Linked DNA regions of Mus musculus: regions 2, 3 and 4 are each linked to region 1. The links are chromatin contacts, called in public HiChIP or PLAC-seq and promoter capture Hi-C maps. All regions are on one chromosome and are shown on one strand. Each heading gives the region's core, a stretch centred on a gene start, on an enhancer-like site or on the middle of the called end of the contact. The rest is flanking DNA. Distances are from core to core; before and after follow the strand shown. Region 1 holds the start of D830035M03Rik (RIKEN cDNA D830035M03 gene). Region 2 overlaps Trak1 (trafficking protein, kinesin binding 1). Region 3 overlaps Ulk4 (unc-51-like kinase 4). Region 4 overlaps Ulk4 (unc-51-like kinase 4).

Region 1 (7,740 bases), core at 1,996-4,495:
ACAGATGTGCTGGGGTGACCTACTGCTTGACTTCTGGGCTGTAGCCACTCCTTCCTCTAGCTGCAGGATAGCTGGTGACCCAGGAGCTGCACTGCCACCGTGGCTGGGGTGGAACTGTTCCTTTACTGTGATGGACACTACCCCCTCAGGAGAACAGCTTGTCACTAGTCCTTCAGTAGGCAGGGCAGGCTGCTCTGGTGGCCTCCAGAATGCCAGGCTGACAGGCAGAGGAGCCCGTCTACTCCAGACTGTGCTGGGCAGAAGCACCTGGCACTCAACTCCAGGAGTGCTAACCTAAAGCCTTCCACTCTGAAGACACACAGCATCACCCACACCTGCAGGGCACTGCCTCTGGCTAAATGCATTTTGATACACTGAGGGTGACAAACAGCTCTCTCTACCTGTTGTTCTGAAGCTGATGAACCTAGAGGTTTCAGGGAAGAGACAGTTCATGTTCCTAATGTTTCAGCAAAGAAAACAAAGTGCATTGCTGGCTTAGGTCAGCGCTCATAAAGGATGCACACTTTCTTTTTATTGTTAAGCCGCAACATACATGGTTTAATACAACAACAAAAACATTTAACAGTCAAGTGAAAATAAAACTAACAACAAACACTCACAACAAAACCTTTTCCATTGGAAACATGTTAGGACGGACTCGGGCTTCGTTCCCATCTCACCGCGATTTCCTTATGACTCAGGAGCCTACATACCCCGTGTTTTCTGTAGCCATGCAGGTGTGAGTGGAAGTCTGAATGATTAAATAAACGCAAAGTCTGTCGTTTACTGTAAAGAATCATCTCCCGAGGCAGCCAAACTGAGTTAGAGAACAAAACCATTTAAGAAACTCGCCACGCTTGGGTTCATCTTAGAACCCGTGAACCTTCAGCTGCTCCTCCTTGACGATGCCAACCTGTGAAGTAAAACCGTGCTCAGCAGAATCCACCAGCAGTCAGCAGTGACAGCGCCCACCACCCCAGCTGACAATCCCACACCTGCCCTAACCCTAACCCTGGTTCCTATGCCACTCCCCAGGCCACTCAGCAGCAGCGTGAGCTGTACGTGAGCCTTGCCGTTTCCGGTCAGCACGGATACTATTCTACTCCACTACTTCCGTCCCGTGCTTTTTACTAAGTAGGAAAGGATTCCCGCCTCTTTCAAGGTCACACGGGGTGCATCCGCCACTCACCTCCAGAAGAAACTGGCAGATGTTCTTCCTTTGGTCCCCTTGAAGCTGAATAACCTCTCCGTACTCAGGGTGTTCAATCACAGTTCCATTGCAGGCAAATTTCTACAACACATCAAGTTAAATGCAGAGGGTTAACTCTGACAGAACAAACACAGCTGCGCCAGCCGGCTTGACTGCACCAAGGAGCAGTGTCCTCCAGAACTAAGCGACTCTGTAAATGAATCTGGAGGCCACATGAGGGAAATATTAGGGGAACAGTAACAACTCATCGGCTCACATTCCTCAGAGAGGGGTAACCGACTCAGATGGAGAACAAAGCAGCTCTCCTGGCCCGAGCTCTGGCATGCACCCACTCCTCACGGTCACCTTTTTGAAAGCTTTCACAAGTTTCTTTTTGTCATAATCGTCCGCAATGCCCTGCACAGTGGTCAGCGTCTTCCTGCCGTTGCGCTGCTGGATCCTTATATGAATGTAGTCCTCAGTCCCTGCCGGGAGTAAGTCGTCGCCCTTAGTTGCATCAGCAAAGGGGTCTGTAGAGGAGCAGAAAAGTAGAAAACAAATTACAAAGTAGTATGTAGAAGCGTGCTCCACTCCATATCCAGACAGACCTCGGTGAGGCCTCCAGCACTCCTGCTCCATTTCTGCAGGCGAGGGTGGGGCTCACTGATAATAAGTTTTTCAAAGGAGAAAAACCTAAGCAGGCTCTGTATGCCGATATCTGAGCTTAAAAGTAGAGACCACCACTGTGGAAGCCACCAGCAAATGAGACAGAAAACATTTACGAAACCCTAATTTCATACAGCCTTCATACAGCCGCCACAAGAACATGCGTCACCGCCACTATTTTTCGACTACAACATTCAAAAACACCCACCCCAATTAGTTAACATAGTAACTGAGCCTTATAAAACACATATAAACATATACATGCAACCTCACGAGGTGTAATTTACAAAATGATTGCAAGCAGAGACAACAGGGCCACTTCCAAGTCAAATCAGAGGCCTCTCTCCTAAGTGTTTCAAACAGACGCCTCTGGGGGCTGCTTAAAACCAGCTGGGTCCAGCCCCACCCCAGCTCCGGTCAGTGACAGGTCTCTCTGGCACCCCCCCCCCCTCCAGTCCTGGCCGACTGAGTCGCAGATCCTCTAAGCCCTTAACTTCCCTTCCCTCCCAGCAAGGACTGAGCAAGGCCACCCCCCGCCCCCCATGCCCCAACACACACACACACACACACACACACACACACACACACACACACACTTGTGAGTCGTCTGAGAGTCACAGGTCTCGCAGTCACCCTAAAGCTGTCAGGTTCTCCAGCTTCTGGGCCCCACCCCTCCAGTCTCCTTGCAAAGCCCTGGCCAGCCCCGAGGCCACAAGAGAGATAACACCAGAGACTCCCAGCGTCTTGTCACTGTCAGGTTCCCTGCAAGCCCCTAGTCCTAGTCTCTGCAGCCCTGGCAAGTACTGTAGCTCCCTTACGGGTCTCTGAAGCCCCCGGCCTTTCTGTCAGTCCCCCCAGCCTCTGGCGGGTCCCCCTGCAGCCCTGGCGTGTCCCCCGACCGTCCTGTGAGTCCCCGAGACCCTTGTCTTCCTGCCAGTGTCAAGTTCCCCAAGCGCCTGCCGGTCGGGCCCTCGCCTCTACGGAGTCGCAGGCCCACTTAAGGCCGTGTCCGAGGCCCGGAGAGGGGCATCCCCCGGGCTAGGGTCGCGGGGAGCCCCCCGTCGCCATCTTCTGGGCGCCGAGACAAAGCCCAGAGGGACGCGGGCGGCGGCCGGCCACTGGCCCTTACCGAAAGATTGGAGGTTCTGGATAGTGGACATGCGACACTAGTGTGAGGCCGGTGAGAGGATAGAATTCCCGCGGGGCCCGCCCGGATCACCGTGTCAGGAGGCTGCAGCGGCGAGAAACGGAAATCAATGAAGCGGCGGAAGCCCGGGGCGCAGGAAGACGCGGAGGCGGCGGTGGGGCGCGAGCAGGGAGGCGGCGCTGCGGCTTCTCGCACAAAATGGCCGGCGCCGCGTATTTAGCCCCGCGCGCCGCCGCCACGTGACCGTCCGCACGCACCGCGCGTCCGCCCCGGAGCGCCGAGCCGGGGGCCAGCGAGGAGCGGGCGGGAGCCCACTGCGGGCAGCCGCGGTCCGTCCCGCCCGAGGCGCCGGGCGGAGGCGCTTCCGGGTGCAACGGCGAGAAACGTGCCCCCGGGGGTCTGGACTTGCAACCAGCGGGGACCGCGCTCTGCGCCTCCGCCGCCCTCCCCAGCCCCCAGGGTTCCCGAGACCCCTGAGTTCCTTGCAGAACCCTTGTGGGTGCCACCTGGGAATTCTCCCTTCCTCCAAGCCCCGGGATTCCGATGCTGCAGTCTCTACTAAGCTTAACCTGTTTGTCTCAGGTGTCACGACCTAGCCTCTAGCAGAGTCAGGTGTGCGTGGAGAGAACGCGCTACCATCCCGCCCGAGCTCTCCTCTGCGGAGCCTCCTAAGGTCGGATGCAAGTCCCGTGCAGGATGGGTGTCTGGTGGTTGCTAGGTGAGTGTGAGCGAGCAGATGAAGTAACTGTAAAGAGTAACCGTGCACAACCATCAGTGGACAGTGGAGAACCGTCTTAACCTATGTAAACCACCTATGCAGGTGGTTGGCTTTCTAGACCAAAGCAGTAGACTAAAAATTTGGAATTCTTAACCTTTTTGTAGGTCAAACCTGTTGCCTTCGTGTTGAAATAGTATTGGAGGCCTGATGCAAGACATTAGAAGCCATAGATAGCATACATACTATGTTTCTGTCTAGCAATCCATTCAACAAGATGTAGCAGTAGGTCCAATCGCTACTACAATTTCCTTTTTAAAAAGATTTTATTTTTATGTGGTTGGGTGTATGTACCATAGAGGCCAGAAGAGGGTGTCATATCCCCTGGAACTGGAATAACAGCTGGTTATGAGACCATGGGAACAGAACCCAGGTCTTGTGTAAGAGCAGCAACTCCTGGGAAGTCTCTCGAAGTCCATTACTGTAGTTTAAAAAAGGAAATGAATATCTGGAGTGTAGTGCTCATGTTTCAGTGACTTCTATTGTACAAAGTGGCCGCTCCTAATGTTTCTATGCATGGCCTGTTGCTTTAGGGTTGTAAAAATGAATACACTTGTATGCCCCTACATCCACCAGTCAGGTTTCAGGCACACTACTTACTCAGTTTTATTCTTATACCATGGTTTGAAAAACTCTAGCTTACGAATATTTGAATTAATAGTCTTGAGCATCTTCCACCTTCATGTAGGTCCTGGAGCAGGAACTCAGGTTGTCAGGCCATCAGCAAGCCTGAGCCACCTCACCAGTCCTTGAGAAGTTTTTAATAAATTATATAAATTTTCTGCCTGAAATATTAACACTATTTTCTAAGTAACTTAAAGAAGTCTACAAAGTAGTATAAGAAGCACAGACTACACAAAACATACGGTATAAATTACCACTCTACTACATGGTATGTTTCCCCCCTTTTCTTACTAGATATACCTTACCACTGGGTATTACGTGGTTTCTCAGATGGAGCCTAGGATGAGTGAGCCAGAGAAGAAAACTAAAACAGAAAAACCTTGAAGTTTCCCTGAAGACTGGAGCTGGAGCAATGGCATAGTCTAGCTGTTCTTTCAGAGGACTGCTGCAGGCCCCAGCTCTCAGGAGAAAGCAGCTCTCAACTGCCTACAACTCCAACTCCAGGAGGTCGGATGCCCTTTTATGGATTCTGTGGGTACCTGCACTCAGGTGGACATCACTCACATTGCAGACACACACCCCGAAAATTTCAAGGTCTCACTGTCACTATACCTGTTAGTAGAACGTATCCCTCCATTTAGAAGTAAGGCTTACATCAGAAGTACCCAAGAAAGCTACAAAAGTTTTAGCCAAGCAAATAAAAAAAAACTGGTTAAAGGCTCTTCTGTGTCTGCCCTCATGGACTTTGTGTTTAAGCCTCTAGTGTACAGTGCAAATCTACTGTTCACCCACAGCACGGAGCTCTTGCAGTATAGCTGGTCTAAATGGAAATGCAAGGGTAAATATAAAATATGCGCAGACTTCAAAAGATTCCAGTCCACCTGCTTTTACTTAAAAAAAAAAAAAAAACCCTACTGGAAAATCTCACATCACATGTAGCTTATATCCCATTTCTACAAGACAGCATTCTTATAAAAAGAATAAACTGAAGTGTTTAAAATGGAGTGTGTCTGGCTTTAAGTGGTAGCAGCGTGGGTTAAAGTGTCGTTTCTGGCTGTGTCAGAAAAGAGTCTGGATGGGTCACAGGGAACCGCTGACCAAGAGAAGGAGCGAAGATAAAGGGTGACAGTTGGAAGGTTGCCAAGGTTAGAGGTAGACTCCAAACCAGGGTCTTAGCATCCACACAACACCGTACTTGAAATCAGCCAGAAAACCCACATGTTACAGGGAGAGAACCTACCGGCTGTCCAGCAGGAATCACTTTGCCTGGCTGTTGGGCACAGGAGCTGCTTCTCTTGGTTCCTCATAAAGGGGACACTATGATGTAGCTACCATCCACCCTGGCAGTCTGCCTGCATCAGAGACTGTGATGGGATTCACTCAGTTATGTCTTATGTCTGGTAGTCATGGAGGCATGGTATCTGTTTGGAACCCTGGATCCTTGACCATCCAAAGACTTGTCTTCTGTACAGAATTTGTGGCCACAACACTTGTGACTCTGATGTCCCTCTTCAGGGAGTTCAATGCACACATTTAACGTTGCATCCTCCCAAGGCCAAGCTCTGTGCTGGCTGTTCCTGGCCTGGAACTGAGGACACACATAAAAGATAAGACTGCAGGCTGGTTACAGAGAGATGGGGGCTCCTCTCGTGGGCTCAACACTCCCCTTCAGTTTATCTGCATCTCCTAACATCTGTCAGAAGCCTGAGATTCTTATCCCATCCTCTCCCCGCTCTCCTTCACAGGACCACAGCTCTTGCCTCTTCCTCCTCCTCACAGGGTTCCCCGAGGCCCAGATTTGGGGCATGTCTTCTGCTGTCTTGATACTTCCTTCTCAAGGCACTTAACAATTCACCTGGCTCGGGATTCGTTGATGAGAACACAAAGAAAACTCCACTTGAAAAAAAGTATCTGATTGGTTTTTTTTTTAATTAAAAATATTTTTTATTATTTATTTATTTCTGAAGACATGATCTAACTGTGTATCTCTGGCTGTCCTGCAACTCACTCTGTAGACCAGGGTGGCCTCAAACTCACAGAGATCTGCCCGCCTCTGCCTCCCTCCCAAGTGCTAAGACTAAAGGTGTGCACCACCATGCCTGGCTTATTGTTATTCTTAGTCACGTGTATGTGCATGTTTCTATGTTCACGGGAGTGCGGGACCCCGGAGAGACAGGGGAACAACCAGACCATTCTGGATCTAGAGCTCGGCCTACTGTGGGTACTAGGAATCAAGCTTTGGTCCTCAGGAAGAATGGAGCCCACTCTTTTTGTTTTGTTGTTTTTGTTTTTTGAGATAGGGTTTCTCTGTAGCCCTGGCTGTCCTGGAACTCACTCTGTAGACCAGGCTAGCCTCAAACTCAGAAATCCGCCTGCCTCTGCCTCCCGAGTGCTGGGATTAAAGGTGTGCGCCACCACACCCGGCAAACAGTGCCTACTCTTAACCACAGAGTCATCTTCCCAGCCTTAAATCTGTTATTATTGCAAAACTTTTCCTTCGAGTCCTAATATCTTCTGAACTGCAAGAGACTTTTGCCCCGAGCCTTAAGGCTGTCTACATAAAAACAAAGCAGGCAGCCTCTTCTGCTGGATGTGCACCTCACAACGAGTCCTTTGTGCATTTCCTTTCCAGTGATAAGATAATGGGAAGCACCTAAGAGCAAACTGAACATTTGCCTACAGTTAGGCCTCTAGGACAGTCCATTACCCACTTGAAATTGGGAAGGCTCTATGGCCTTTGTGCCTGTGCCAGGGAAATGGAATCAGCATTCCAAAGTGTGAGCCAACAGCGCTGGTGCCCATGGGAGAGCAGACACAGAAGTGCCAGAGGACAGGTGCCCTGTGTCTACTTTAATGGTAGCTAGTGTCTTTCACATCTTGTGTTCAATGAGAAAAGGTAAGGGGTAGGTTAGAGATAGGTTTCCTAGGGAAGCCCTGTTGCCTAGTGGTTAACTACAGGCACCAAACAAGCAAACAAACAAAACAACTAAGTTGTCCTCTATCTGCCCAAAATTCAGGGACCACTGCTTCTGCAGGACTGTAGGTAGGATCAGGAGACACATCAAAGATAAAGTCAGAACCCATGTCACCTTGTTTTATTGTTCGAGACACTGTCTTGTTAACGTTCCTAAGTTGGCTGGAAACTTCCAGCCTCAAGTGATCCTCTGGACTCTTTCTGTGGTAGCTGGGACTGCAGATGCATTCGTCAGAGTCCCACTCTGGGCCTTTTATTTGTTCGTTTGAAATAAGCTCTCATTTAGCCCAGGCTGGTCTGGAACCTGGTCTATAGCTGAGGATAGCCTTGAACTCCCGACTTTTCCATCCCCCATTTCCTCAGTG
Region 2 (7,740 bases), core at 3,839-6,338, 900 kb before region 1:
AATAAACAAACAAACAAACAAACAAACAAAGCACCTTCAGATTTTTAAAAAGGTAAGAGCCTGTCTGGAGACAAGAAAAAGTCTACGTATGAAATGCATGCTTAAGCCGGGCATGGCGGCACAGGCCTGGAGTCCCAGCCCAGCGTGGAGGTGGGAAGACCATAGTTAAAGGCCAGCCTACACTACGGTGAGTTCAAGGAGCAGACAGGTTCTGAACAGGCAGAGCCAGTGTGGGAGGAGAGATAGATGGTGGATGAGGAGGAGCATGCAGAGAAAGAAGAGGGGAGAGGACGAGGAGGCAAAGGGGGAGGAAGAAGAAGGGAAAGGAGGAGGAGACGGGGGGGGGGGGGGGAGAAGAGGAGGAGACAAAGGGGGAGGAAGAAGAGGTGGGAAGACAAGAAAAGGAGAGAGGGACCAATGCTGCAGACAGTTTAACTGCACAATTGACTAAGCTCTCAACGGGAATACCTTGAATAAGGCTCCTCATACTTAACCAGCATCCTGGTACCCTCCCCAGTAAGAGCTCTCTCGATACCGAGGCTCCTCAGTATGTGAGATCAGCTGTGTGTGTGTGTGGGGGGGGGGGGGGTGCAGGGCTGGAATGGAAGGGCACAGCAGACCGTGTGTTCCCACAACCAGCCAACACAGGGCCAGAGGCTGCCTGTACCTCTGTCAGGAGAGTTGAAGCTGACAGGACCTGATCCAAGGTACTCCCTACTGAAAGAGCATGGCAGTCCGGTCAAGGTGTCGGGGTGGGAACCCTCACAGAGGAAAGAATGATGTCCCAGAGGAGAGGTCACTGTCCTTACTACCCTCAGCACGAGCCTGCACATGCCACAGTCCTGGGTTAGGATGGGAAGAAGATCTAAACAATAGAGATGTGTCCACCTTCTTAGTAAATCTCAGGCAAGAACTCTGGTGCTGAAAGGAACGCCATGCCTGCCTGATCCTGCACATACTGGCTGGCTGGATTACTGCACACCGAAAGCAAAGGCTGGGGTGACATTCCAAAACCTGTTTGCTTCAGGGCCTGCTCTTTCCCAGATGACCTCTGAGGTGTGGTGGTCAGCAGATCTGGGTGTGACACAAAGAATTACTTCTTGGATCAATTGGTGTCAACCATAAAAGGCCGGGGAAGAAGGACCAACAGGAGCATGGTCACCCAAGAACAAACATGGTGACCTTGCTGCTTGGTGTGCGCTGAGTGTCACATGACTGGTCTACTGCACACAGGTCACCGTCAGACCACATGAGGCAGCTGGATGTCACAGAGCAGGAAGCGGTTTCAGGTAGTGCAGCACATACTCTGTGAGCCATGGAAATGAATTCTCTGAATGAATGAAGTGACTCTGGAAAGGTTGATGTAGAAGGAGGTCTGACTCAAAAAAAGCAGATGGGGAAGTGTTCCCTCTCATCAGCCAGGCAACTGAGGGCCAGGTTCAGGGGCAGAGCCTGGCTGTCCACCCAGGAGGGGGACTGGGGGGGAGTGTCAGTGGGGTCTTACCCCCAAACACGGTGGCCAGGATGTACCTACCCTGGTTTTACCCCTTCTGGTTTCTCACCTTAGGGAGCCCTGTATCCCCAACTCCACCAGCCACAGTGGGCACCGCCCTACACAATGCCCACAGTGGACCTAGAAGGGAAGCAGTGGACAATGTCTTCTCAGCCACCCACAGTGGCCTGGCACTGGTGATTCACTCTACTGAGTCATGTGTCTCCCGGGTTACAGATATGTAAACACATAGACAAAACCCAACCAGGGCAGGGATGAAGCACAGTGGAAACCTGCCTGCTGTGCAGACATGAAGATCTGGAGATCTATCCCTGGCATACACTAAAGAAGCCAGGTATGCTGGTGTGCCCCTCCGATCCCAACTCCGGTTCCTGGGGGCTCCTGACCAGCCAGTCAAGCTGAGTCATTGATCTCCAAGTCCACTGAGAGAGCCTGTCTTAAAATGTAAGGTGAGCCAGCATGGTGGAGAACACCTTTAATGCTAGCACTTTAGAGGCCAGTGAAGCTCTGCTTTCGAGGCCAGTCAGGGATAGATAGTGAGACCCTAGCTCAGAAACAACAACAAAACACCAACAAACATACATTGGTGATGTATAGAAGACAATGCCATCCTCTGGTCTCTACATATATATATATATATATATATATATATATATATATATACATATACATATATGAACACAGATATATAACACACACACAAGATACATAAATAAGTAGTAGGGCCAGGCACAGTGGTGCACACCTTCAATCCCCAGACTCAGAAGGCAGAGGCAGATGGATCTCTTTGAGTTCTAGGCCAGCCAGTGTTACATAGTGAAACCCTGTCTTGAGACATAAACAAATAAACAAGCAAACAAAAAATCCAGGACACCAGGCACAGAGCAGGCCCCTAGGTTGCTCTCTACACATCACCTGCACTTCTATCCCTCAAACAGCAATGCTGTGTTTTGCAGTTCAGAAAGCCCAAGGAAAACCAAATCTGCTGATGTAAGAGCTGCTTAACGAAGATCTTTCCAAAAAAAAAAGGTTCACAGTGCTGTAGCAACGCCCAGCATCTGCTCCCAGTGATGGGCAGAGGCAGGTTTTACAGTGTGTAGCCACTGCTGTGGGTGTGCAGCACCCAGGCATCTCTGCTCTCCACTGGTAACAAAGTTGCATGCCCTGCAGCTGACATCCAGCCTAGTCTTCCAGTCTGATCACAGAAGACAATGTTACATCTCTGTTGGAAGTTAAGGGAAATAACTAAATTCATAAAACTCTTAAATTCTCTTTACTGACCATTTGGGTGGGGTGTGTCACAGAACTTCACTTTAAATCTTTAATTTCAATTAGCAGATAGTTAAGTTCTTTTTCTTTTTAAAAGATTCTATGTATTTGTATGTATGAGGTGGATGCACATGTGAGTGCAGTGCTCCCAGAGTCCAGAAGAGGACATCACTCCTGTGGAGCACCTGTGAGCCTCCTGATGTGGCTGCTGAGGCCTGAACTCAGGTCCTCTGCAAGAGAAGTCAGTGTTGTAACTGCTGAGCCATCTCTCCAGCTCCAATTAACAGACATTAATAAAGAGCCACCCAGCTCTAAGCACAGAATCCACAGAAGGAAATAATACACAAGAAGACTTGGATGCACCCAACCTTAAGCTCATTCCAGCTCCTCCACTTGTAATTTACTCTGTGGTACCCACCTGTGATTCTAACAGGGCTTCCTTTGCATTTTCCTACATGTATAACTGAAAACAAATGATGAATCTCTGTTTGAGTCTCCTGTTAAAGAGACCTTAGGAACTGGGCACTGGTGGGCCTTGCCTATCTGTAGATGTTTTATAGGGATTCAACGAGTCACTTCTGTGGCCATCCTATAAAATGGTCTGATGCTGTGGTGACCACCACACCAATTACACTACGCATGTGCAGGTCCATGGCCAATCGATGCTTGTGAGAAGGAACCAGGAGCCTCCCACGGCAGAGACAACAGCGAGGCTCCAATAGAAGAACAAGTTGCATGACAGACTTTCTTACAACTGATTGTTTCAAAGTATACTGTGGACTTACATCCACAAGAGAAAAATACGAAACCTACGTGGTAAGTGACTTGGCTTTCCATGCACAATCCCACACTCACTCCTCGCTGGTACAGACACCCTGGCTAAACAAAACTGACTCACCAAGGAGTTCTGATCCACTATGAGGCACGCCAGATACTCTAGGCCTGGATTATTCTATTTTCGTTCTTATTGACACAGGCTATCAGGGAAGCCTATGGAAGATACACTCAACAGGTCAAACAGAATTCCTTCTTACTCATATCTAATACAGAGAACCTGAGAATTGCCCCGCACACACCCTAAAGCACCAGCTTATAGCTGCAATTTGTTTTATTATAAATGATCTCAGAAATTGGAAAGACTGGTTTATGCTAGTGAACTGGTTTCTAACTGCAGAAAGTTCAAGAATGTACCACAAGCTGGTTCTCAGTGACCCTAACCCTAACCCTAACCACTAACCCTAACCCTAACCACTAACCACTAACCACTAACCCTAACCACTAACCCTAACCACTAACCCTAACCACTAACCCTAACCACTAACCCTAACCACTAACCCTAACCCTAACCACTAACCACTAACCCTAACCACTAACCACTAACCCTAACCACTAACCCCTAACCCTAACCTTCTTCTGTTACTGTCAGAGAAGCAGGAATATCTTTAAAAGGGATACTGTAATGACATGAATATGCAAATGAGAAATACATGGATATGTATTGACAGAGAGTAAATTAATTTTGTCTTAAGGTTTTTTAAAAGTATGGATATATGTGTACATCTGGTCTTAGGCACGTGCGTGAGTGCAGTGCCCATAAGTGCCAGAAGGTGGCATCAGATTCCCCAACACTGGAGTTACAGATGGATGTGAGCTGCCCAGCGTGGATGCTGGGAACTGAACTCAGCTCTCCTAGGAAAGCAGCAATCTCTCTTAACTGCTCAACCATCTCTCCAGACCCAGAACGTGTGAATTTCTAAAGAACAGAACTCCAGGGATGGTGGCCACTCAAGGGAAGAGCATTTGCCTAGCATGTTGGAGCCTCTGGACTCAGTCTTACTGTGGAAAAAAATAAAGCAACATGTACTGCCTGGTGTGGTGGTACCCCTCCTGTAATCTCAGCATTTGGGAGGCTGAGGCAGGAGGATCAGCATGAATCTGAAGCCAGTCTAGACTACATAGAAAATTCCAAGCTACCTAGTGAGACTCTGTCCAAAAAAAAAAAAATTAAGAAGCATCCTTTTAAGGACTGAGTCCATTGCAAACTGTTAGAATAGCTGCCTAACGCCTAACATGTACAAGACCCTGGGTTCAAATCCTAGCATTGAAAGAATAAAAGAGAAGGAGAAAGGAAGAAGGAATGAAAAACAACTGTCATTTGAGTAAACATAAGCAACAGTAAATATTAATGTTTAAATCATTCTCCTGTCAGCAGTACACGTCAGCACACAGCACACAGCACTCTCGATCGCCCTCCCTGCCTTGGAGTCGCCTCCAAGCCTAAGCTTAAGCTCACCCGACAGGAAGCAGCTCTGCCACCTAGAGGTATAACTCCATACTGCAGCAAGGATTTGGCTCCTGGAATTCCAGCTTAACCAGCTTCCACAGTCAGGCTTTGCTGTCTACACTGACAGAAGCTGCCTAGATTTCCTTGCAATCTTTGTTTTTTAAATGCAAACAGATTCACTCTCAATGGGGATTTATAAGGGAAATGATGGGGCTGGAGAGAAAGTTCAGCAGTTAAGAGACTAGTTGCTCTTACAGAAGTGGGTTCAATTCCCAGCACCCACACAGTGGCTCACAACCAACAGGATGCACATACTTACAGGCAGGCAGACACACATATAAAATACACAATAAATACAAGTCATTATTTAAACCAGAAAAGAAGAGACATGAGAATAATTTGAAGTTATTCTGCATGTTTCAAATGAAAATGCTTGGTCCCCACTACTCATCCAGACCAAGAAGACCCCTAACATGGCTAACCCCCAAGATCACATCCCTCTTGGCTGCCGCTCCACAGATGGCGGGCCCACAACACAGGACTTGGCATCGCACGGCTGTGCCCACAGATGGCGCCAGCTACTTACGGAAGTATTTCAGCGTCTCTTCGATCTGCTCAGTTGTGAGGTCGATGTTGGCATCTGGGGAGATGAGGGGCGTATGCAGCCAGTCATCGTGGTCGTAACCATAGATGGTGTCCGCTCTTAGCTTGTAATGGGGCAGCTGTTCCTCCAGCAGGCTAATGATCTCAACTTCTGGAAGGTTGGTGCTGTTGCACACGTCTGGGGAGAAGACGACTGAGTGAGAACCTACCATGGCTGTCACTTTCCGAGAGCTAAGCTTGAGGCCTACCCCTTCTGCACCCGTCTGCAGCATGCAAAATCCAGGCAAGGACATATCCATCAGGGGTCTTTACTAATTTGAATCCTACTCTCAAAACATAGAATTTCTGAGGTGGGAGCTGTCTGATGGGCACAGTGGCACAGGTAGGTACCAAACATATATCTTAGAACACTGTATAGCCAAGTATGGTGTCTCCATTAGGGTACCTACCGCTGTGATGAAATGTCACAACCAAAAGCAAGCTGGGAGGAAAGTGTTTATTTCATTCACAGTTCCATGTAACCGTTTATCATCAAAAGCAGTGAGGCAGGAACTCAAGCAAGGCAGGAGCTGGTGCAGAGGCCATGGAGGGTGATGTTTACTGGCTTGCTTCCCCAGGCTTGTTCAGCCTGCTTTCTTATAGAACCCAGGACCACCAGCCCAGGGCTGGCCCCACCCACAATGAACCCGTTCCCAAATAATCACTAATTGAGAAAACACTCTACAGGCCTGTCTACAGCCCAATCCTATGGAGGCATTTCGTTAATTGAGGTTAATCATCCTCTCAGATGATTTTAGCTGTATCAAATTAACATAAACCCAGCCAGGACATACAGCCACTGTGACTGATAGCCATTAAGTAAACACTTCCAAATAACCAGTACTGAGGGTTTTGAAGGATCCCAACACCATGAGATAAATGGCACATGTTTAAAGTGATGGATAATCCAGCGGCGTGACTGGGTCACTATACAGTATATACATGTACTGAACTGTGACACTGTACCCCATAAACATGAAAACTATTATGAGTCCACAGAGACTAGTATTTTAAGCTTAGAACTCTGCGTGCTGACTGCAAAGACCTCCCCAGAGTAGCGCCTCCTGTTGAGTGCCTACTATCTAGGGAGGGAAATTGGCTTCTCAAACCTTCATCTTCCAAGTCTTTCACCCTCTCTTCACTCAGTCACTCTGGAGCTGACCCGGTTACCATTCAACCAAGGCATTCAATTGCTTAAGCTATCCCCTCCCCTAGAATCTAGGCTACATTTAATTTATTGATCCATCCTTCCTTCCTTCCTTCTATCCATCATTCCATCCATCTACCCTTCTTTTCATCCATCTCTTTCCTCCCTTCTACCTTTCCATCCATTCATTATCCTTCATCCATCCATCCTTCCTTCCATCCATCCAGCCAGCCAGCCAGCCATCTATCCATCCAGCCATCCATCTATCCATACAGCCATCTATCCATCCTTCCTTTCATCCATCCATTATTTCTTCCTTCCATCCTCCATTCCATCCATCCATTCTTCCACCTGTCCCTCCATCCATTATTCCTTCCAACCTTCATTCCACTCATCCAGCCAGCCAGCCATCCGCTCTACCACCCATCCACCCACCCACTCATCCATCCATCCATCCATCATCCAGCCATCCACTCTCCCACCCACCCACCCATCCACTCATCCATCCACCACCCACCTTCCCACCCACATCCTGAATACCAGAGGCATAGTAGATGCCTGCGAGCACAACCATCACACAGCAGTGTTTCACAGTCCTGACCTCACCACAGCAGTGCTTGTTCCTGTGTAGAGTCAGCAGATGCAGAAGCAGGGCCATCCTCCCAGCCGCAGCTGGAACATAGCCCCTTCCCTGACCACACCCCCAAGCAGAGTTACTCTCTCTGTCCCCCTCATACCCACAGTGCCCTGTCAGAACTCCTGTCTTCTGAGCACTGCAGCACATGACCCATCTGACCCTGAGATAGCAATCTTTCACACACAGATGTCCTTGATTCACCCCTGGACTCCACAGCTCTGGGTCCAGGCTGTGCTCGTAGCCTGAGA
Region 3 (7,740 bases), core at 3,755-6,254, 620 kb before region 1:
AGGCTATAAGCCTCCAGACAACATTTATATCAGTGCTGGGAGCCTGCCTGACCTGGAATGGTTTGAAGTGGAACACAGTGTTGGACATAGAAGTAGCTTTAAAGACTGATAGTCTCTGGCCTTCTAGCTCTCTAACTACACTGAATGCTGAAGCTGCTAGCGTCTAAAAAAAAATCTAAATATTTTTTTGCTTATTCTCTGGTTGAAAACCACTGACTTGGGTGATTAACACCTACAGCCTATCAGAGGGGGAGGGGGGCCTAAGTAAAGGGTTAATCGCCAGAGCTCCTTTCTCTGTGGTCCAGAAGCCTCTCCTCTCACTTGTCAGAGGGGGAGGCTTGGAACAATACATTTTTTGAACCAGGAGAAGAGAGTCACCCTGGCAGAAGGAAAGGCTTTTACACAAGCAAATATGCATAAACACACATACATTCATACACATTTGTTAGCACATACTATTTGTTGGGCCCAACAATCTGTCTAACCAGCTTACATATTACACACACACAGCCATACTTACATATCATATGGAGCAAAGCCCAAGCTCCTGCACAGGAAGAACTCACTCATCCTGGCTGAAAAATGAGCTCCAGTATTTACTGCATAGAGCAAGAAAAAGCTTCTACCCTTCTATTGCTAAGTGAGTTAAACCCAGGTCGGTAAGAAAAAAGCTTTATCCTATTTAGTAAGACCAAGCCTGCCTTGCTGTTAAGAAAAGACCTGTCCCATGGTAAGGAAGCCTGCCTGTTCTTTCTGCTCTCTTTGTAGTTTCTTCTTTCTTTCTTCCTCTTTCTCAATATGTTCCTTCTGCCATTGCTCAAATGTTACCATTCCTAGTTTTTTTGTACCTTTTAAGACAATAGATCACATGGGTTTCCCAAGCATCCTTTTTTTTTTAAAAACAAAAGTTCACCAAAAGTTCTAACATAAATCAAATCATAAATTGAGTAAGTTTACAGCAGAGATGTTTACATATGTTTCCATTAAGACTAGTTATCTAGCTAGACATTCATTACCTGTCACTAGCTCCACAGGTTCATTGAGAGTTAAAAATCATAATTCTTGTGACTAAGTTATCATTGAAGTTTTGTCTAGATAAACTCAGTCAATATTTTATCATCTTCCTTAAACCTACAATAAATTGTTAGTTCCTTTTTATGACCTTTGGTTGTTTTACAACCTCTTGTAATGTGCTCTAACTTGTAAATGCCTGCTTTCTATCTTAGAAGCAATTAACTCGTGACACTTGACTGGCAGAGTTCTCAATGCAGTTTTGACATCAGAAAGGATTTAATAACAGTTCTATTATAAAGGGCTTAATAATTACTAGTATAATCTTAGGAATTCTTATAGGATCATCATTATGAATTAAGAAATAATCTATTTGTCTATACAGCATCACTACAAGATAGTACTACATCTTCAGTGATGTGCAGAAATCTGCCCAAAAGGGTGGGCTGGTACACAAAGTTCATCCATTCTCTTAACTGGCATCCCCTATAAAGTCAAAATCAAAATACTGCCAACATCTCAGGATATGTATTACCATTCTAAAACATCATAGTGAGGAAACACTGGACCAACGCAAAGCCAAAATCCATCAGGGCAAACTCCAAACTCTGCATCTCCATGCCTGCACTACCAGGTCTCCAACTCCTTTCTGCATCGATGACTGCGACACACTTCTTTCTCTTGGGCTGGTTCCACTCCCTGATGTCAGCTTTCCTCAGCAGGTATCCCGCAGCTCTGCCCTCTGTAGCATTCTAGGCTCTGGTTGATTCTACTCCACTGCTGCAGTTCTTGATGATCAACCCATAGTACCGACATCTCTCTTCCAATGCAACTAGGTTTCGTCATAAACCTCTCATAGGCTCTCTTCATGATGCTAAGCCTCAGCTTCTTTGCATGACCCCTTCAGTCCTGGGCCATCAACTGCAACTGAGGCTGCACCTTCACCTATGGTCTTCTCTGGCTTCTGTCTGTGTGTATGTCTTTTAGTGCCAAGCCTCAGCTGCTCTCCATGACCCCTTCCTACTTTCAAAACCAGTGCCACCAGGGTGACCAATGCACATTAACAAGTCCAGTTGCTGCAGGAGGTACAACTTTGCTAGGAGTCTTAGTCAAGGTCACCCTGGATTTCTAGAGTCCTCTGGTCTTTTAATAGCTTCAACTAGGATTGGTTTGGAGAGCCATTTGCCTGGCGAATCGTTGGTCCAGTTAAGCTTCTCTAGAGTTCTCTCTCTGGGATGCTTTTCTGGAAGCACTGGGCGCAGTGAAGAATCTTTAAGTCACCTGCCTGCTTGGTGGGTGCTGGGAGGGAGCCTGTGCTGGCTGTGGAGCAAAGAGTAAACTACAGACCGTTTTAGATTTGCCCCGACACAGTGCGTGGCTGCTAGCCGTGCATCTCGCTGGCTGCTAGCCGTGCACCTCGCTGTCCTTGGGGGTGTGCATCTAGATGGCTCCGCTGCAGCATCCTGCTGGGTATGGACAGCTTAGCCGTCTGTCAGTCACACAAAGCACTAAACATGATTGACATCCATGAGACAGCAGCTGGACTGAGGCTAAGGGCTGAGGTGAGGTGATGGATAACACAGGACAGCAACACAGGGAGGGTGGAAGGTGCTGCCTGGCTGATTCCGGTCTTTCCAGCAGGTTTGGCGTGACTGCAAGCCTGTAACTACAACATAATGCTCATCTCACAGACACAAATATAAAATGAGACTCCCCCCCCCGCCAAATTGCAGAATGGCGAGATCTTAGATGGTCCATCTCTTATTAATCTCACAGGGGGCTCATATTGGAATATAAATGGACCTTATTTGTGCTTGCAAATCAAATCACCATGAAAGGTTATTTCACGAGACAGAGGCAAAATCATAATAAAATAATTTAGTGAAAACTGGAGCTGAGAATGTGCTTAATGGAACATGATGGGGTTTAATTTCCTTACTATTTCCATCATTAAAGCTCCATTATCTTTCCCGAGACCTCATTTAGGCATCCTGTCACAACGCGTCTCCGAGATGTTTCTGGGGCACACAGGAGGCTGGGGTGCCATTAGGACAGAAACCACTAATGCTGTCCCTCCTTTCATTTCTGTGCTTTGATGGCCGTGCCTGTCATCTGAGCTACATGCCTGCTCACTCTCACCTCATCTCCCGAAAGCCGTGCGTGCGTGCGTGCGTGCGTGCGTGCGTGTGGTCTTCAAAGGAGAGAAGTGTGGCTCGTAAGTCCAGATCAGAACCAAGTCTTATCGCTCAGAGAGTCCCAAGGTGCAGAGGCTCCACGGACTCCAGCAGGTCCACCTTGAGTCCCCATCTTAATCATAACCACAGCTGAGTGAGACTTGACCACAAGACCGCATCCGGTCATCAACAGTCACAGCAGACCTTTCCATTTCACACTTTGGTGGTGGGTGGTGTGTTTCTTGTTGGTCTTGAACTCCATCGAGTCCTAAAGTAATTGATACCTTAGGCATTGATTGTACATGTGTGTGCATGCACACATGTGATCATTCTTATGTCTGTGTGTATGTGTGTTTGTGTGAGTGTTGGCATTGAGTAAGGCTCACTGCTTTCCACCTTGCTGGATCTCCACGGGGTCTCCATTGACCTGAGGCTTGCTTCCAGCTAGGCTGGCTGCCTCGCTCCCCATGTCTGCCCATGCATGCTAGTCCCAGCTTTTAAGAAGGTGCTGGGGGGTTGATCTAGGTCCTCTTGCTTTCACGGGAAGTGATCATACCCACTGAGCGTCTTCCAAGCCCTAGGCGTTCATTCATTTTTACCCACAGTTTCATGTGGTAAGGTTGAATGTCTTTCTGCTGCAAACACCCCGGTGCTCGGTCTGTGGAGCCATGCCTGGTGCTGTTCCCTAGAGTCCCTTTCTTTTCTGCGTCTGCAGTTTCCACTGCCTGCTTGTTCCAGCTCTCACTGGCCTCACCTGGCCAAATCCTCGGTACTTCGTCCCATGACCCTGCAGGGTGTGGCCTGGCCATCCTTCAGATAGGACCCTACCCCCACCCCCCCAAGGAACTTGATTGGGGCCTGAGCCCAGAGTGAGGCAGGCAGGCAGGAGCTGGAATAAAGTGTTGCTTCCTTTGGCATTTTCTAGTCTAGGTCAGTCACAGGTGGCTGTTTACTTTTTCAGGTTGGTGACAATCCCAGCTGAAAAGCAACCTGGAAAAGATGGCTGGCAGTGTTGCCTTGAATCTGCCACCATGGTCCTTGATGGTGTAGGCCTTGATCCACGAACAATAAAACCAAAGTGTTTCTACATCTGGGTGCAGGTTTGGGGTTCTCGTGTGGAGTCTCAAGAGAATCTGCCACACTCTGCTTGTCTCACAGACTGTAGCGAGCAGGGCAGGTGACTCGGGGTGATGGTCGGTGAAGAGATGGCTGAGCAGCTACAGCATGAACGCCCCCCCCACCCCCAAGGACTTGTGCGCAGATCCCAGGACCTACCCTGGGCAGCTGCCAAGCTTTTGTAAATCCCAGTCCCAGGGGATCTGGCGCCATCTTCTGGACTGTCCAGGTACTGCATGCATGTGTCTGTCTCCCTGAACGAGCCTGAGCCTGTCTCCCTGAGGCAGAGTTCACACTGAGCATCCGCAGCTCACCAGAATTCACAGGCAGACAGTGCCCTCATGGCGGCGGTGGGCAACAGTACAGTAGGAAAGAAGCAGTTTTGGCACATGTGATACACCAATCAAGAGACAATCATGTGTGCACGCTTGCATTTTTTCTGGTTCATCTTTCCTGCTTCAGGCTGGTCTTTTGCTCAGCACATTGCAGGACAGGTCGATCTGTCAACACTCCAAGAAGATACATAAATGAGATGGCATCCATCTCCAGGGACGCTGGCAGCTTCCCTTGGGCTCCATTGCCAGGGTTCTCTGCCTAAGCAGACTTGGCAGTGGTCCACCATGCTGCCTCGAGGCACACCCCATCAGGAGCCAGGACCATGGAAGCATGTTGCTGGAACTCCAAATGACATGGATATGCCAGGCTAGCAGCCAAGCAACACAGTTAGCCTGCCAGAAGGGCCTGCTCAGCACTGCCACTACTGTGGAGCCAGGGCTAGCATTCTAAGGATGAGCCCAGCAGTGGCTTGGCATCAGTACCTGCTGATTCCGGCCTGCTGCTCTGCCAGGTAGAGAGCTTCCCTCGAGCCCCTGTGGTGCCTGTCAGTCGGATTTAACAGTAGCATTTACTCCCTTCTCTACTGTAATCAGAAATGGGGATGATGTCCACTCTGGCTTCCATCCATACTCTTAGGTTGCTTGCACCATGCACCTTGCTCCAGATGAGAGGAAAGCCTGGGCCCAGGTCTCCTTAGCGCTCGCCCAGCTGTGTCAGAGCTCGCTCAGCACCTGCCAGCTGTCCGCCTCCATCAGCAGAGGAGCTGCTCAGCTTCACCATTCCTGACACAGCAGGTGCCACGGCAGGCACTCCAGCCTCTGCCAGCACGCAGACAGCCTCGAAAGGGGCCCTAATCTTGCCCTTTATTCCCAGGAGTTCCTTGCCTCTCTCCGTGAGGCAAATGGCAAGGCTGATTTTAAACTAGCGGGTGACCTTTGAGTCTCACCGAGCTTGCCTCCTTCCTATCGCCCCTCCCCAAGGGTTGGTGTGTGACTCAACCACAGAATAGTTTCCAAGTTCTTCAGAAGAAAGTTGCCTGGAGTTGAGGGTTGTTGGAGCATTGTCCTGCATCTCCCTGATGCCCCAGCCTTCTGTCTTGGGGTTTCAAGCCGCATCACGGCTCTGGACACAAACAGATCTGTAGAAACAATCTCCCTGGGCTCTCTGTAGATAGATGGGAGTGTTTCATCCCAGCTCTAGCTTCTGTGATAGAAGCTGTGGGAATGATGTGGGAGATTGCATCCTAGACAGTATGGATGGAGAGGGGGATGGATGCTGAGTCTGGTGCGGGAGGAAGCAGAGTCGTACGCTATGCAACTGCGTGGGTTGTATGTAATAGCAGCTACTAGTGGATGAAAGGACCTCATAAAAAGTCACCCGTTGAAAGCAAAGTGTCTTCCCCTCGTGTGTGTTTACCATTGCTGTAAAGACCACCAGCTTCTCAGGGCTCTGACAAGAAGCAAGATGTTTGCAAAGGGAAGTGAGTGTGCACTGTCACACCCCAGAGCCTCGCTTTGAACCCACTGTGGAAGTGTGTGGTCCTAGGTGATTCCAAATCCAGCCAGGTTGACAGTGGAAGTGAACCATCACATTGTGGCATTTTCTTTCCGTCAGACTTCTTGTGCTGACCGCAATGTCTTCTGGGTCTGCTATGGTGGAGTCCCTCCTTTTTAAAGACTGAATACTATCCATTGAAGAAAGGACTTTGGCAAGGACCAATGCTAGCTCACAGCTCAGAAAAGCCTCCAGTGCTGGTCTCTGAAGGATCAGGAGTTTCAGAGAGATTTCAGCCCCTCTTGGGGGGGGGGGTTCCCTCCTACCCAGAATCCCAGCAAGGAGGGCCATAGTCTGAGCACTGCTGTGACTTCCAGGCCAAAAGTGATTCCCTGGCTAACAATGAGACAATGTCTTTGAAAATAAAAAACAGGGAAAAGGGTAATTGCATCATGATTACCTAGGTATCAATAGATTTGTCTCCAGTGAGATTGGGCTGCATTTGCCAATGCTGTGGCCTGTGAGCAGGGGGTGCTGTGTCATTTCCAAGAAGGACCTAAATCAAAGATGGATTGGCCCTGCTCTCTTCAGAGAACAACTTTGCTATGTATCATTAGTTACTTATCAAGAGCAGCATGTTGTGTCGTCTAGTCTCTTATTAATCACCCCTTTCTTCCACCATCGAACTGTGAGCATAATTGGATGAAGTTGGTGGCTTGTAGCCGCCCTCACATCCATCTTCCTAAGCCAGTGTCACGGAAACACTGGATTGTGGACATCCACCCAGGAGTGCGCTGTGCACGTCTGATTCTGAAATCGGTGTTAGACACTGGTACTCTGGAAAGCTCACACCTTGTCTTGTGTGTGTGTGTGTGTGTGTGTGTGTGTGTGTGTGTGAGAGAGAGAGAGAGAGAGAGAGAGAGAGAGAGACCCAACCAGCATGGTGTCAGGGGAACTCTCCACAGCAGGATCCCCAGTCACAGGCACTGCTCTCTGTCTACCCTGGAGCGCCTGGCCTCTCTGCCCATGGATTTTCTCTGTTCCCAGGCAGTTGGACGTCACAGCCAGGGTGATGACCACCTGCTGGCTCTTAAAGCTTTTGGCCAAGTGCAGTTGGCCAGGGGATGGTCACAAGTCATGCCTAGTCAGTGGACAGGGGAATGTCAGCATACTGTGGGCTGGGGGAACATGTATTCACATGACTCAGAGCAGAAATGGGAAGCTGGCTCACAGATCAGGCCTGTGGCTCAGACAAGGCTCTGCTGCGCCTGGCCAAGGTGAGCGTTGGAAGTAAACAAGGACCAGGTAAGTAAGGCAGAGGGGACTCTCCAGGAGGCTGGAGAGAGGGTTCCATGAGATGTGAGAGCAGCGAGTTTCAAAACGTGGGCTTGTAGATCGTCTCCTAAGAAAACTCAAAGTCACAAACTTGGACCAAGGTGTAGATGCCCCAGCACAGGAGTGAGAGGGGCAGATGATAAAGTTCTGCTTACTCTCACCCAGCCCATGGCCGTCACGGTCAGTGCTTCCAGAAACAGACACTCAGTAGCACGGCATTTGTGGGATAGAATGGTGAGCCTGGGAGGGGCAAGGTCCATGCTGCTTACAGCCA
Region 4 (7,740 bases), core at 2,565-5,064, 590 kb before region 1:
CTCAGTGGGTAAGAGCACTGGCTGCTCTTGCAGAGGGCCTGGGTCAATTCCCAGAACACAAGGTGACTTACAACTTACTACTCATAACTTCAGTCCCAGGGCATCTGAAGCCAGGGCATTGCAAGCACACGATGCACATGGCTACATGCAAGTAAAACTCCCCACGCATAAATGTAAAAATGAAAATAAAAAATAATAGTTACGCTAGCACATAACCTGAAGGCTGGAAAATGCTAAACTGCTTTTGAAATGCCTTCCCAGAGTAACCTGGAGAGAGAGGGACAGAGACAGAGACAGACAGAGACAGAGAGACAATGTGTGTGTATATGTGTGTGTATATATATATGTGTGTATATATGTGCATGTGTATGTGTGTATATGTGTGTATGTATGTATGTATATGTGTGTATATATATTTGTATATTTTTTAATGAAGCTTCTTGGCAGTTATACCTGGTTTTGCCACAGAGCTACAACCCTGAATGAAGCCTGTGTGGTTTGGATAGTATTTATCCAAATTTTGTTCATCTTTAGTGATAAAATTGTTGCCTTTGTATTTGTCACGGAAACTTGATGTGCATCCCGGGGCAGTAGCTTACACTGTGTGGAAGAGACTAGGGCAAGTCTGCTGTGGGTCCAGTAGAGCAGGCCTTCAAGGCACCCTGTGCTTCTTACCAGATGCTCCAACATGGGTAAGATTTTTCAAGATTGACCTTCTTCATTAAGAACATGGTGGGTCTGAATTACACTAGTGTCTGCTGTCCTATCCATGATTTACATTTGCAAGATTATTGTCTCATGTTGCTTCTGACTCAGTCATATTAACTTATAGAATAATGCTAAATATAGTAATGGTGAAAATATCAAAATAGTGTGCACAGAAGCACAATGTGAAATGTTTACATCCACTACACTGCACTAAGGGTTGGCAGTGCGTCTGTTAGGTGCAGCCATATGAGTAGGCCAAACCCACACGTCATTTCTCTACATTGTAATTGATTGCATTGTTTAAATGCACGAGACAAATTTGCTTGTGTTATCTCCTGGAAATGCCCAATTGTCCATCGCCCTGAGAGACTTGGCTTCTGAATCCATCCTGGTCCCCAGTTGGTTGGACTGAAGAACCTGACTTCTAGCAGCTTGTATGTAGTATGTTTTGTTTGGTCAAGCCTACTTGTGTGGATGTGTTTCTGAGCGTGGTTTGGGGGAGCTTTGCCTTAAGAGACAACATAGTGTGAGCTGACCACGTCTCATGATGGAGAGGGGAAATGGGCATAGAACCCACCCCCACGCCCAGCTAAGAAGCAATGGGCATGGTGGAAGGCCACATGTCCAGGAGTGTATGAACAGCAGGACACATTGGGCTTGATCACTTAAAACAAAAAGACACAAAGTTGGGTGGGCATTGGGGGGGGGCGGCGGGGGCTGAGGGGGGAGCGGTGACCATGACCAAAACACAGTGTATGAAGTTCTCAAAGAACTTAACAAAAAAGAAAAAAAAAAAAAAAAAAAGAAAAGAAAAGCCTCTTGGCCCATTCCAGGCTCCTGAGCAGACACTGAGGGCTTGAGGCTTGGAAACCTTCATTTTAAGTGACTTCCCCAAATAAACATCATAAGCACCTTGCACAGCTTGTGCCACACTGAGTCCCAGAGCCCCTGCCAGCTCACACATTATTTTTATAGCCTCATCACAAATCCTTTTCCTTTCTCTACCGTCAGGACTCGTTGGTCATGTCTGTAACATGTTCACAGAAACTGCCACTCTGTGCTTGGACAGGGACAATAAAACCAACACGGAGCCGGCGTCCACACTGCTGGCCTCCCTGCTCGACATCCTACTGGGCATGCTGACCTACACTTCTCGAATCGTCCGGCAGGCTTTGCAGGTGAGCGGCTGCCTCTCTGTCCCCTGCTCTGTGACACTCTGCTGACGTGGCTGTGGTGTTTTCAAGGGATGTACGCTACGGACGCAGCCTGCCTGGGCCATGTGAGGCAGGGGCATGACCAAGGAGAGCTGGGTAACTGGGTCACAGAATCTTCAGGGAGGGCGGGAAAGGCTTGTTGGGCATCGCCTAGGAACACATGAGAACAGGTTTTGCCTTGGGTACATCTGGAGTTGGCTAGGTAGTGAGCAGCGGGAGGCTGAGCATGCTGGGAGCAATGGATGGCTACACCCATGTTTTATATATATATATATATATATGCTGGGAACGACAGATTGGATGGTTATGCACATGTTACATATGTGTCTAAATCGATAGTTATTTCATTCTTCTCACAGAATACCTGGTGAAAAGCTACTTTTGGTAGTGTTTATTTTGGCTTTCAGTTAGAAGAATATAGTCTGTCGCAGTGGGTAGGCTTGGGTGCAGGAGTGTGTGTGAGGTGATGACTGTCCCCATTACGTCAGCAGGAAGGTGACAGACAGACATAAATACCAGCACCCATCTGTCTCCTCTTTGTTCAGTGTTGGCTCCCAGCTCTTGAGATACCTTGCTGTCCAAGGCAATTTAAGGCATCAAGTTGTCAAGGAAGGTTAACTACCACAGATATGTCTGTCTGTCTGTCTGTCTCTGCATGTACTCTACTTTCACTCACTCACTTGCTTCCCTTTATATCTGATAATAAATATTCAGTACTGTGAGATGAGTCTGGGGGTCTGTAATGTGTTCTTACAGCCACAGGCAGTGCAAATCAGCCACGAATATGACCCGTGTTACTGTGCTCTGTGACAGGGAGGGGGCAGTTTTACTGGGTATTTCCCTGTGATAGGTGCTTCCCCAGGCCCGTTTCATTTGATGCTCACTGACCACCCGAGTCATGTGATACTTAGATCAGGAGGATGTCACACGCCAAGGTCAGGTCACTGTCACGTTTACAGTCCTGTTGAGATGACTGAGTCCTGTATCAGATGGTCCCTCTCTGCTGGGATAGAAGCAGTGTCATGGCGGCGCGTTGCTGCTACTCTCCTGCCCCACCCCGTAAGTCTCTCTTTAAACAACACTGTTCTCTCTGCTGTTTCACCATTCTGGCTTTGTGACGTTCTTTAAGATGTAGCCTCTGGCCGCTCCAAGCACCTTGATGACCAGTCTGTGGGTCAAGCACAAAGGCTGTAGATTAAAGAAAAAGATCGAGAGTTTACAAACTCCAGGACAGGAGAGAAACTCTCTAATTCCAGGTGATTAAGGAGATGAGAAACCAGGACTTTAAAACCTAAAACTCCTTAACACAAACTGCTAATTCTCCTCAGGCTCCCTGCACTCCAGCGCACCACTGCTTGGTCTGTCCTTCCGTAGCCTTCCACCCCATGGCACTCACTGTCATCTGTCTCAGTCCTGACAGTCTGAGCCAGGAGTTGTTTTCCAAGGTGGCTGCTGACTTTGATCTCCATCTGTAGAAGTGCAGCCTCCAGGCTGAGTTAGAGGAAGGAGCTGGGAAAAGAAGCAGAGTGCTCTTGAGAGACAGCTCTGCCCATTTCCTGCTTGGATGCCTGCACACTTGAGAGTCGCCTCTACTGCTTTTAAAACCCTCCACACGGGGGCTGTGCGGAAGCCCGTGTCTGCATCTAATGGAGCCTCTTTACAGGGGCCAGTGGAAGGACATCAGTGAAGGTTAGAGTCTCAGCCAGACACAGAGCAGCTTTGCTTCCTAGGGAGGACAGAGAGGAGCCCAGAGCAGGAGTGGGGGTGAGCGGGTGAGGGAGGGGGGTGGTAGCAGCAGCTGGAATCTCCAGCAGAAGTTCTGCTCCCAGCCCCACAGTCCTGTCATTCAGAATCAGCCCCAGCTCATCTCCCCAAGCGCGGGTGTGAGGGACAGGGAGGCACAGAGAACTCATGGGTATAGTGAGAGACTGGGATCTCCAGAGCACCTCCTTTGCCTCTGTGGCTCTGAGCCAGTTCCCCCAGCTGTCTGCCTGCTGGGTTTCTCATTCTGTGTAGTACTGTTGTGAAATCTAAAAGAGAGAATAGAGCATATACCACTGTCATGGATAAGCCCAGCATCCTCCGTCACCTGATCCCGGGCAGTCACCAGTGGCCACTGCTTGGATCATGGACACCATTGTGGAAGGAAGCACCCACCACCTTGTTGGCAGGAGGCGTTGCTGACTAAACCAGCCCCTGGGAAGCCAGCGCACCATGGTGCTTCTTTGATGGACTTAGGATCCCAGTGTAGACTGAGTGAACCACAGGCTCCTATACTCTGTGTGTTAATCGCCATCTACTGTAAGAAGTAGATTCTCTGATGAGGCTTCAGAGATGCACTGATTTGTGGGTACAAGAGTTGTCAGGACTTGTTTCATACTGATAGCAGTAGTGGGTCCTTCATACCCACCTCCAAGGCTCAGGAAGCATTAAGGTCTGAGAGCCAGAGGCAGAGGTTGAATTCAAGGAGACTGCCTTCCAGACACAGCAGGACAGATGCTCTTGGAACTCACAGTGATGGTGACAGCATGCAAAACCTATACAACCTAGGTGACGAAAATCCCAGCATGGAGAAAGGGTGTGGTCATGAGTCCCACCTCTAGCTGAGGAGGTATTGGCAAGTGAGAGCTGCCTGGAGAGAGTCAGCTTTTCCTTCAGAATGTGCCTCCTGGCAAGTCAACTGCTATCCAGGACCAGCCCCCACTCCCCAGAGAATTTGGACAGAATAAATTGGATGGGTTTTAAAAAAATAGAGAGAGCAAGAAAGAGCATGAGGCTGGGTGGGTAGAGAGGTGTGGGAGTGGATAGGGTCGTGGGCAGCTGTAGGAGGAAGGGTGAGTGTGATCTAAGCACAGAGTGTAACATTCTCCAAGCATTGATACACTTGTTTATTTTAAAGAAAGGGAAGTTAGTTTTCAGGGACCATCCAGGTTAGTCAGGGAAGGCTGCCAGCTACAGATGCCCACACTCATCTTGTACACATGGCCATGCCATGCTCTGGAGGGCAGCGAGCTCTCAGATGGATAGCTGGAGGGGTTCTGAATCCAGTTTTGAGATTGGGCCAGACTTACTGTTTACCAGACTTCCCAGTTAGGGCCCTGTCTCTCAGTGCTGAGGAGGGGAAGAAAGCTCGCTACAGCCTTCTGCTGGTGGGACAGTCGGGCCCTGTGGTCTTGTGTCAGTATGGTCTACACACTGAACTGTTCATGGTGGGGCTGGCCTCTGTGCTTGTGGTGCGTGGTAGACTTTCTCACCTTTGGTCTCCAGGGTCTTCCCTTGTGGCTCTTCTCATGAGTCACCTTCTGGCTACATCTTGAACTTGTGTGAAGTTTTTTGCCATCATCCCGTCTAAGTCTTTTGAGAACAGCAATGGGCCATCATTCCCTGTGGCATGACTTTCTGACTCTAAGAGAGACATGCTAGACCTTCAAGCTCCACTCCAGGGTGCATCTACATTCTCACCGGCCCCCTCTCTGCCAGCCCAGCTCCAAGCACCTTCATCCTGCTTTCTTCCCCCACCTCCTCAGTGCTGGGTAACACTAAGGTCTTGGGTGTCTTAAGCAAGGGCTCCACCACGGGGCTATATCTTCAGCCTTAAAACATGTCTAGTCACATGATACTAGCATGTCTGTCCCACTCACTATTTGTGGAACCTTTCTGAGGTGCTGGGATTTGAACCTGGGGCCTCATACGTGCAAGGCATGTTATATGACTGCGTTTGAGATGCATCCTGGGCAGACCTCAGTATATCTGACAGTCTTCTTGCTGCCTCTCCTTCTACACAGATACCTCACGTCTGCTCCCTTGGCACACCTGTGCGGAGTGGCCAACGCCATGCATGAGACTCAGGTGGCGAGACTGGAAGTGATAGTTTTATATTCAGTGTTGGGCTTTTTTATACTGAGAAACTACACGTGTGTGTGTTTTTTTTTAATTCTATTTAAGATCATGTCATATTGCCATTTACTGTCAAATGTGGCTCATAAGTTGACAGTCCCAGGTTGAGGGACTATTCTGTATATATTTCTCAAAGAGTTCTCTGAGTTCCATGCTCATATATCTAGCAGTTTGCTTAGTGTGACCACCAGATGCCCTGGAACCTAATGCTGAACAAACCATTTGTCCCCTAAGACCATTCCCCCACCACAAATCATGCCAGCCTCCCCCTGCAGCAAGCCATGCCTCCCCCTGCAGCAAGCCATGCCTGTCCCTTCCTGCTGCACAAACAAGGAACCTTTAAGTCTTATTTTCTTCCTTTTTATTTCTTCACCCTGTCTGCCACCAAGCGATGTGGAATTCTACCTCAGATGTCTAGCAAATATAATTACTTTTCTCCAAACCTGATCAGGCTTCTGTCGTCTCTTGCCTGGACTACAGCACCTAGGCAGGTCTAAGACACTGGGTGGTAAGAAAGGGTCAAGTTATAGCCCAGCAGTGACAAGGGACACTGTCTTCTTAGGAAGGAGTCTGTGGGTCAGAGGTAGAGGTGGAAGACCTGGTTGGAAGGACAGTGCTGTGTCATGTAGGGACAGGAGCTCCAGAGTAGCCAGGGGGCCACAGAGCTGGATGTCCGGAGGCCAACCTAGAGAGCGAGATGCCGAGGTGGGGGCACAGGCAGTTCTGGGCTTCTGCAGTTTCTCTGAGCCTCTTGGGAGGCCGCCACATCCACACAAAGTCTTTCACTATACAGGGCTTCCACTACAGACTGGGTGAGTCCTTGCTCTGAGTTTTAATGTGTTCCTCTCATAAGCTGCCAAGTTATGCAAAGTTGAGGTCTCTGGAGTCCCTGACACTGTAGAGAGGTGGCACATAGCTGCCACGGCAGGGTCTAGGCACTGCTTGATGACCCACCGGGTGTCCTGAGGGCAAGTGTTCTGTGGCCTCACCTGCCAGCTCAGAAGCCTTGGGACCGAAGCGCTGGCCCCACCGCCCCTGCTGCAGCCCACATCCTAATTTGCAAGCCTGTCTTAGCCTTAGCAGGAAACATCAGCGCGAGCTCCGCGAGCTCCGGGATAATGTGTTAATGTTTAATGTGCAAAGGCTGCTTCTCCACATCAGCCTGTGCCTCCGAAGGGAAGGCGGGGGATCAACAGCCAAGATGCAGAGAGGCCCAGGTCTCCAGGAGAAAACTGCTTTTCTTAGAAAGGTAGATGAGGAGGAGGCAGAGGGGAGCAAGCTAACAGTTGCTATTCTTCCCCTCAGCCAGGAAAGGTGTCGGATTCTCAACAAAGTCCTTCTGTTCCAATAGTAGCAGTAAGAGAAGCAGGCAGGTGAAATTCCGTTTGTAGGCCTGAAGTGTCGGGGGAGGGGGGGAGTCTTGGCTTTCTACGGATGGACCCTGGAGTCCAGGTTCATGATCTAGGGCAGAGAGGCCTGCTCTGCAAGGTCAGGCTGAGGTCATGTTCTAAAAGCAAAGACAGAGAAGCATCTGAACAAACTGTGCATTCTAAAGCGAAGGCGGTATCGAACCTGTTCTGAATATAAAGCTGTTCATTTCTGTGGTAAAACCCCTTGCAATTAGTTCTATGAAGGCCCATGGGGTATAGCCCAGATCAGAAGGACTTGACTCTTATCCTGGTACAGTTGAAGCCTATGCATAGTGGCTAAAGTTCTCAGGTCCACAGGATCTGGACTGACCTGGAAGACAAGCCTCTAGGCAAAACTGGGAGGAGTTACCTCAACTGTGTTTACTGAGGTGGGGAGACCTGTCTTGACTGGGCAGGACCTTCTGTGGGCAGAGATCCCAGACTAGAAATGAAGAAAGCTAGCTGAACAGGCATGCATCCATGGCTTTCTGCCTCCAGACCTTGGATGCAGT

Evidence for each region. Promoter capture Hi-C pulls out the DNA fragments that hold promoters and counts their contacts. HiChIP or PLAC-seq counts read pairs in DNA pulled down with a chosen protein or histone mark.
Region 2: a contact with region 1 is called in a promoter capture Hi-C map of hippocampal neurons, with 3 times the contacts expected there. The contact joins the enhancer-like site here to the promoter of D830035M03Rik in region 1. A contact is called at or near these places in 4 of 39 promoter capture datasets (the 3T3-L1 cell line, the C10 cell line, hippocampal neurons and 1 more), 5 of 484 Hi-C or Micro-C datasets (embryonic stem cells, myocytes, reprogramming fibroblasts and 1 more), 11 of 115 datasets of contacts at active chromatin or transcription factors (astrocytes, embryonic forebrain, embryonic hindbrain and 8 more) and 2 of 9 other capture datasets (embryonic stem cells and pancreatic islet).
Region 3: an H3K4me3 HiChIP or PLAC-seq map of forebrain shows a contact between it and region 1, with 4 times the contacts expected there. The contact joins the enhancer-like site here to the promoter of D830035M03Rik in region 1. A contact is called at or near these places in 5 of 39 promoter capture datasets (cranial neural crest, embryonic stem cells, hippocampal neurons and 2 more), 2 of 15 datasets of contacts at CTCF or cohesin (embryonic stem cells and stem cell-derived epiblast-like cells), 14 of 484 Hi-C or Micro-C datasets (the G1E-ER4 cell line, colorectal tumor organoids, embryonic fibroblasts and 3 more), 5 of 115 datasets of contacts at active chromatin or transcription factors (embryonic forebrain, embryonic limb bud, embryonic stem cells and 2 more) and 1 of 9 other capture datasets (embryonic stem cells).
Region 4: a contact with region 1 is called in a promoter capture Hi-C map of hippocampal neurons, with 5 times the contacts expected there. The contact joins the enhancer-like site here to the promoter of D830035M03Rik in region 1. A contact is called at or near these places in 4 of 39 promoter capture datasets (embryonic stem cells, hippocampal neurons, liver and 1 more), 1 of 484 Hi-C or Micro-C datasets (uterus) and 4 of 115 datasets of contacts at active chromatin or transcription factors (bone marrow-derived macrophages, embryonic stem cells and kidney).

What each region holds. Positions count from the first base shown.
Region 1 is chr9:120,488,086-120,495,825 of GRCm38.p6, reverse strand. D830035M03Rik (RIKEN cDNA D830035M03 gene) reads left to right here and starts at 3,245. Exons shown (of 2, transcript NR_166642.1): 1 at 3,245-3,720; 2 at 4,696-5,405. Eif1b (eukaryotic translation initiation factor 1B) reads right to left here and starts at 3,220. Exons shown (of 4, transcript NM_026892.3): 1 at 2,985-3,220; 2 at 1,556-1,719; 3 at 1,190-1,291; 4 at 499-913. The coding sequence starts at 3,015. The coding sequence ends at 869.
Region 2 is chr9:121,389,964-121,397,703 of GRCm38.p6, reverse strand. Trak1 (trafficking protein, kinesin binding 1) reads right to left here. Exons shown (of 16, transcript NM_175114.3): 2 at 5,653-5,847. Among named protein-coding and RNA genes, the nearest start is that of Trak1, 27 kb to the right of the region's middle. Within about 2 kb of position 5,088, at least 8 of the 459 cell types and tissues checked have an H3K27ac peak or open chromatin away from gene starts, as enhancers often do. A contact at or near this core is called in hippocampal neurons, where this site is marked.
Region 3 is chr9:121,105,080-121,112,819 of GRCm38.p6, reverse strand. All of the region lies in intron 31 of Ulk4 (unc-51-like kinase 4), which reads left to right. Among named protein-coding and RNA genes, the nearest start is that of Gm34945, 130 kb to the right of the region's middle. Within about 2 kb of position 5,004, at least 49 of the 459 cell types and tissues checked have an H3K27ac peak or open chromatin away from gene starts, as enhancers often do. A contact at or near this core is called in forebrain and hippocampal neurons, where this site is marked.
Region 4 is chr9:121,075,710-121,083,449 of GRCm38.p6, reverse strand. Ulk4 (unc-51-like kinase 4) reads left to right here. Exons shown (of 37, transcript NM_177589.3): 33 at 1,720-1,886. Among named protein-coding and RNA genes, the nearest start is that of Gm34945, 100 kb to the right of the region's middle. Within about 2 kb of position 3,814, at least 23 of the 459 cell types and tissues checked have an H3K27ac peak or open chromatin away from gene starts, as enhancers often do. A contact at or near this core is called in hippocampal neurons and uterus, where this site is marked.